Linked DNA regions of Drosophila melanogaster: region 2 is linked to region 1. The links are chromatin contacts, called in public Hi-C maps. All regions are on one chromosome and are shown on one strand. Each heading gives the region's core, a stretch centred on a gene start, on an enhancer-like site or on the middle of the called end of the contact. The rest is flanking DNA. Distances are from core to core; before and after follow the strand shown. Region 1 holds the start of c11.1 (c11.1,). Region 2 holds the start of CG32700.

Region 1 (3,407 bases), core at 328-2,827:
CTCCAAGATCTTCACGATCGCCTGCTGCATGGCAATCCGCACCTGCTCCTCCTTGTCCATCAGCCCATCGAAGATGTTGTGGAGAACGCCTGCAAAAGGGCAACAAATGTTTTAAATTTGATTTCTTAAATCAGATCATATGGAATATAATCCAAAATTTAGTTGGCTTGTGTTAAGTCAAAGCTAAGATATCGTTTAAAACAAATGACTAATTTCAGCTAGAGCTAGCAAATAGCAGAACAATGGACTACACTCAGTAACACGAGTAACTAGATCAAAGTCAAGTTAACACTACATAGAGCCGTATTTACATAAGGTGCACAAACTGCAAAGATAGCAGAAGTGGCAAAAACCACATTGATTCACGGATTTAAATGGATGATAGGTTGATTTCGAATTAAATTATATGAGCCATTTTACAACATTGAAAAATGCATACCCCTATTTCATTGAACACAACTGTGGGCACTTTCAGTACTTATATTCTGATAAGAATTCAAATTGTCTGACGCATTCGCATAAATTAAAGAGCTTCACATCATATAAGCATCTATCAATAAAATGAAAAAGGCTAGAAAATGGCAAAAACCAAACGAAATGCTGGAATCAGCTGATTGGGATGGTCAAAAATACACGTCATCCCAGAGATACAAAAGTCCAATTGGACTGGACAAGCGATACTCTAGAGGACTTTTCGCATTGCAATGTTATTTTTGTTCTTATTCCAACAATTAGCTGTAAAACAAAAAAAAACACACACTTACGCATGCAGATGATTAATCAAATCGAATTGAGTGCAATTTGTGGGTGTAATTGTGAAATGTTGTTGTATTGATTTGTCTTGCTCATAAACGTGTTCTAGATGATTTTTTAGGGCTTCACACACTCAACAGGTCCCCATAATACACACGTACATAGATACGAAAATAGAGTTATTTAGCTGCTCTCCTTTCGCTAAAAGGATTCCCCGTTACTTTTGGGCGCTCATGTGTGCGTTGTGCCTAATGCGTAGTTCTATTTTTAGAACAGGACAAAAGACTGCGCTTCGCCTAATCACAAATCCCAATTGGAGTGGGTGGGGTGGACGGGCAAAACGCCCATTTCACGCTAAATCGCTCTCAGCACTTGTGCTTGTGTGTGTGTGCGCTTTCTAATAAAAGATTCCATGGGTCCATCTTTATCTTTATCTTTATCTATGGGATTAGGCAGTGTTCCCTTTGTTTTCATTTTCATTTGCATTTTCGTTTGCTTACCTTCCAGAATCGTTGGCTTATCATTGGGCGCCGCTGTGGCGGTAGATGCATCGGCATTTCCAGTGGCGGCGCTATTTCCAGCAGCTGATTTGTTGTTGGCGGATCCTCCCCCTGTGGCAGCACCACTACCACCGCCGCCAACCCCTCGGCCGTCCATCTTCTTGGTGGAATTGCGCGTTCTCTTCCACTTCTCCAGCTTAACGGGATTTCAGACAGCGATTAACTTTAACGCGCACTTCGCGATCGCGGAAAAACTCGGAAAAACAAGAGATTCACTGCGTTGCGAAATTGTTTGTGTTTAAAACGGGTGGCTGCACTCACATAGGGGAAAAACGGCTGTGGAAATTTTAGTACGTTTTTTATCAACACCATGGACTAGTTGGGCTTCCGAACATGGTGTGTGCCCTCACTGTTCAGTGGTGGCGCAAACCATAGATGACCATAAAAATGAAATTCAAATGTACTGTGTATAAAATAATAGTTATGCATACAGTCTCGTTTTATTATACGGAATTAGCAATTAAGTAAATTTTAAATTTTAAGCTACACAGGCAGTACAGCATACTAATACAATATTAAAGGAAAAAACGCTTTTGAGGTAGTTTTGAAAGTATTTGAGAGCAATTGAAATGCTTAATTTTAATCACTTGATAGCACTTCTGAAATTAAATAGCATAGACATTTGATTTTCTCGCAATTTCTGCCCTCGCAGATAAGCTGACGTTCTTCTCACGCTATTATATTCCCAGCGATAAGAACTATTTCCCTTCGATGTGATAAGTCGGAGGTAAATTTAAAATAAACACTTTTTAAAATCATAAGAACTCTGCGTTGTTATTTTAATTCGATATCAGTATTTCGACCACAAACCAAGGCTGAACCACAAAATATGGCCCAATGATAGTCTCTTATCACGCCTTTCCTTCGCTAAAAAGAACACATGTCATTTGGAATCCTTGTTTTCTTTGCGCTAGCAACAACACACAGTTTTTAATTAACACTTTTTGCGATAATAGCAGATTTGATAAGCATGTTAAGTATCAGTTTTAAAGTAGATTCTCTGATTTTCATCTCTAATATCCAAAATGTATCTATATGAATACAATTTTCCATAAGTGCGTTTTAAATACATGTATGTTAAATTTTAAATAAAATAATAAAAAAAAAAACACAACTTATTTATTTTCTCATGAAAATCTAATCATATCCAGCTCCTAAATATTTTCGAAATTTCCCGGCTGAACAAGAGCGCCGCTCTTAAGTCGTCACGCTCTCAGCTGATTAAAGAGAGCGCGCTTAAATGCGATTCCAATTGGAAGTGGTTGCAGCCGGTGGTGGATGAAAATGTGTCCACCAATGGCGCGCCTCAAATGCCATGTCCACCTGACCAATCAGAATCCGGGGGCGGTGCCAAGTGCAAGGGAAACGCAGGAGCGAGCGAGAGGGAGAGCAACTGTTTATTTGATTAAGCATTTAAATTCTATTATTTTTAGCGAAATTTATTAAAAATTTGATGCAACAGCACTGCGTGGAATGGTGACTTGTCACAATGCACATACTAGGCCATGCATTTACAGAAGAGCAAGAGAGAGAGAGAGAGAGAGAGAGCGAGCAACTTAAGAGACCCAAAACGCCCCGGCCAAAGAGAGTCGTTCTCGTTCCAATTGGCTCGCGAGGCAAGTGGAAAAACGATTGGATTCGACTCAGAGCCGAGCTCAATCGTCTCGCGAAATTCAAGCGGCGCAGTCAAAAGTTAAAAGTCAGTTTCAGTTATGTTTTGGAGTACGACGCGCGAGCATTATTGTTTCCATTGTTAGCGAAGTTTTTAATCGACTGAAAGAAACACAAGAAAATAACACCTCGCTTACGTGTTAACCCTTTTTTTTTGTAACTTGTGCTTAAGTCACTTAAAGAAATACCGAAGAAAGTAAACTAAGTGTGTGTGTAAGTGTTAAACAAAGTAGTAAACAAAAAGCGCGCCAAAATCGGCTAACTTTTAGTTATTAACTCGAATTTCGTCACCAACTAAATTTAAACAAAAGAGCGACACAGTTTCGCCAGAAACTTGCATTCAAACATATTGTTAAACAGTTTTACATTAAACTAAACACAAACCAAAGTGCTATTAAGTGCAGTTAGTAACAAAATAAAAGT
Region 2 (3,407 bases), core at 252-2,751, 270 kb after region 1:
TTAAAATGTCTTTGTAACCATTGCGTAGAAGGAAACTCACCTGCCCTTCGGTTTCACAATTCCAGCGCTCCAGATCCAACATGATTTATAAGTCGAATTAGAAGGAGCCACACGACGGGCATGGAACAAGAGTGAATTAATTACGAATTCAAGCCCGAAGAGGTAATTAATTCACTTCATTTTCTTCCCCTGCAAAGTTGGCTGAAAACCAAACCAAACCAAACCAAACTCGACTTGACTCGATTCAAGTCAACCATTTTGTTGACAGACAAACAAATGGTGGGCCAAATAAGCAAACATGTGCACATAGGCACCTGCTAGGACATTCATGAATTCATTGCTAACATTACGCCAAGGATATTTCAAATATTTCTTTTAAGATTTCATCCAAAGTCGTAATTGCTTAGAAATTTGGCTGGAGCTCTAATGTGCTACAAGGAGCAGTGCTTCGTTAATTTGGAAAATTATTTACATTTCCCAAGGACTTTTAGGTAATTTAATCAATGCCATTAATTCGTCACGTTTACGATTACCGCTATAATAAAACAGTTCATTTAGGCACGTTTTTCCGCAATGCAATTCATTAGGAGTTTTGACAAGTTGTTTTCTTTTGTTAACTACAGTTTCATAAGTGCCTATTTAAGTAGTCCAATTATAGTGATTGAAGGTATATTTTAAAATCAACTTTAAATGTATCTACAATTTTATGATTTCGGTTCATTCATTCATTATTCATTTCTTCTTTCTTTCATTTGTACAATTTTCTAATTAATTTCATTTCATTCATTCATCTTCCTTTTCTTCATATCTATTCTTCATTCTTTCATTTCTACAATTTTCCTATTCATTCTACTCATCATTCATTTCTTATTTCTTTATTTTTTCCATAAAAATCTTTAATTTCAATATTCCACTGAATCCGAATGTTCGAAAGCCCATTTTTCGTATCTATCAAAACCGTGCTGCCCGATTCATTCCGTTTGGTTTTGGCAAACATAGCCCCAATTCCGGACTTGCAAATGGGACTCCCGGTCGGAATTTGAGTCCTTGTCACAATGGAACTGACCATATTTACATTTGTCAAGCACTTCACTCACCTTTGACTGCGGTGTGTTCTCTGTGTCTCAAGCTTTCTCCGCCAAATCCTCCTCCGAATCGGAACGCGAATGGGATTTAAATATTTGCCACACACACTCTTTCACTTCGGCTCGGTCGTTTGTATTCGAATTGAAAAATGGTATTTCGGAACGCTATTGCACTTTATGTGTATATTTATGTATATATACTCAATTTCTTAGATTAGCACAAAAACCAAAAAAAAAAAAATTATGTATGTTCAGCACTTTCGAATATCTTTCGAAAATCGAAAACCGGGCAAAGGCAGTAACTGCGTGACTGTGAACTGTGACCAGTGACCAGTGACTTGCGACTGTGATGTGAGTATGCTGAATTCAAAGGCTGAGGCTGAGAACCGAACCGCACGAGAGTCTGTTGACGAATGAGTTACAAATGGACGATGCGAAACGCTAACAGCGGGAAGACAACAAGTTGCCGTGTCCTTAACAGCGATGCTAACGAGCACTGTGGAGTGGGTACATCTTAACAGCGCTGAAAGCTCTGCTCAACTGAAAGCTTAGCCGATGCAATTTCAAGAAAACTACTAGTCGTCGCCAACAGATGGCGCCGCAGAGCAAGTTTATGCTTTCGATGCACTTTAGTTAATTTTAAAATATTTTTCCAATTTACCCAACACACATACATACATAAAAACATCGCAGTTTTATCTTTTTTTTTTTTAATTTTATTTTCGTTTTTTTTTTTCTCATTTTGTTTTGTTGTAAGAAAATCTATTCATTATTCATCAGTCGACTGACTTTCTGCGACTTCTCTAGCTAAAAAAAAAACTCACTTCAACATATTTTGGTCTTAACAGAAAAAGAATGATACACTCCAAATCAGAATGGGTGTGTGTGGGTGGGGGAGGGGAGGGGAGAGACGAAACATAAACACGAGGGGCAATCAATTGTAATAGTAGGACTAATTTAAACATATCGTACAATTGGAAGGCTTTCTTGTCTTACAACGCAATCGATCGGTCTGCCTTCTATTTAAGTTCGATATTCCATTCAGTTAGAAGACTCGACTCATTCTGCTGCTACTCCTCTTTCTATAATGTGTCTTCAACAAACGAAGACACTTTCGCAAGGGGATTTCTTTAGGTTTCATTTTTTGTTGGTTTCATTTTCATTTGTTTTGTTTGTTTGTGGTTGTTGTTGTTGTTGTTGAGTTTGGAGTATGTGCAGTTGTGGGCATTTCAAAGTTCAAATTTCTAAAACAAATCTGTGAAAACGTTGGTTCGGTATTCGTTTATAGACTAACAATCTCGATAGACGAAAAAAAAATTATGATAGTATGATCTTTAGAAATGATCGAACATGATGTACATAACTAATTAATTACGAAACTTTTTGCTTTTCTCCCTACAGGATGAAAATGACGGGAGGGAGTGGGATCTTGCTGTTACTGCTCCTTCGGCAGCCGATGTTATGGCTACCGCTTTCGATGGTGTTTGGGATATGTGCAGTCTTGAGCGGATTTGAACTTAATCATCGCCAGCGGAACGCTTGACCTTGCGCTGCTTGGGACTCTGCTGGCTGGCCGCCTTGGGACTGGCCGGCTTGGTGGGCTTGGGCGAGGTCTTGGGCGTTTTGGACTTGGGCGGCGACTTCTGCAGCGCACGCAGCGTCTCCTGTGGCACCCAATCGTAGTCGATGGTGCTGTCGTTGGCCGTGCCGGTTTCGATCACCTTCTTGGCAGCGGCACGCTTCCTCTTGCCAGAGCTGCCGAGCAGATATTGCTGTCCGATGACCAGTAGCAGGACCACAATGCCCGCCAGCAGGACGTACAGGAAGAAAGTCTCGCCATCCAGACCCTCATCGACCTCCGAAATCAGAACGGTCTCATTGAACACGGCCTCGTTGTACTGAATACCATTGGCATCGCGGTAGGCCAGTGCAATGTTCAGTCCAAATGGACGGCCGGCAAACTGATCCGAGGGCAGGAAGGTGTACGACACGGTCGACTCAAAGCCGGGCTTCACCTCACGATTGTAGGCCACCGCCGAGAAGTTCTGGATGAAGTAGTTGAAGTCCATGGGATAGCGGAAGGAGGCCTCCACCGTCTCGATCACGAATTCCTCGGCTCCCTTGTTGGTGAATCCAATCAGGAACTCGACGGGTTTGCCGCCGGGCAGATCCAGCTGCTGGCCAGGTGTGTACAGGGGTTTCGTGAATAACAGATAGGTGTCCGCATTCGGCGAACTGCTGCTGCCCGTGTCGCTATCCTCGTCCGCTTCTGCATCCTCGCCAGTAACGGCACCCTCCTCGCCCTCCACGTCCACCAGGTCG

What was found. Hi-C and Micro-C count contacts between places; a contact is called where the count stands out from the background.
Region 2: a Hi-C map of the Kc167 cell line shows a contact between it and region 1, with 3 times the contacts expected there. The contact joins the promoter of CG32700 here to the promoter of c11.1 in region 1. A contact is called at or near these places in 17 of 107 Hi-C or Micro-C datasets (the Kc167 cell line, the ML-DmBG3-c2 cell line, the S2 cell line and 5 more) and 1 of 6 datasets of contacts at active chromatin or transcription factors (the Kc167 cell line).

Annotation. Positions count from the first base shown.
Region 1 is chrX:9,281,540-9,284,946 of dm6, forward strand. c11.1 (c11.1,) reads right to left here and starts at 1,578. Exons shown (of 9, transcript NM_001298121.1): 1 at 1,254-1,578; 2 at 1-89. The coding sequence starts at 1,410. lz (lozenge) reads left to right here and starts at 3,110. Exons shown (of 6, transcript NM_078544.3): 1 at 3,110-3,197.
Region 2 is chrX:9,549,337-9,552,743 of dm6, forward strand. It overlaps CG32700, which reads right to left and starts at 1,502. Exons shown (of 4, transcript NM_167192.2): 1 at 1,094-1,502. It overlaps l(1)G0320 (lethal (1) G0320), which reads right to left. Exons shown (of 2, transcript NM_001298129.1): 2 at 1,804-3,407. The coding sequence ends at 2,603.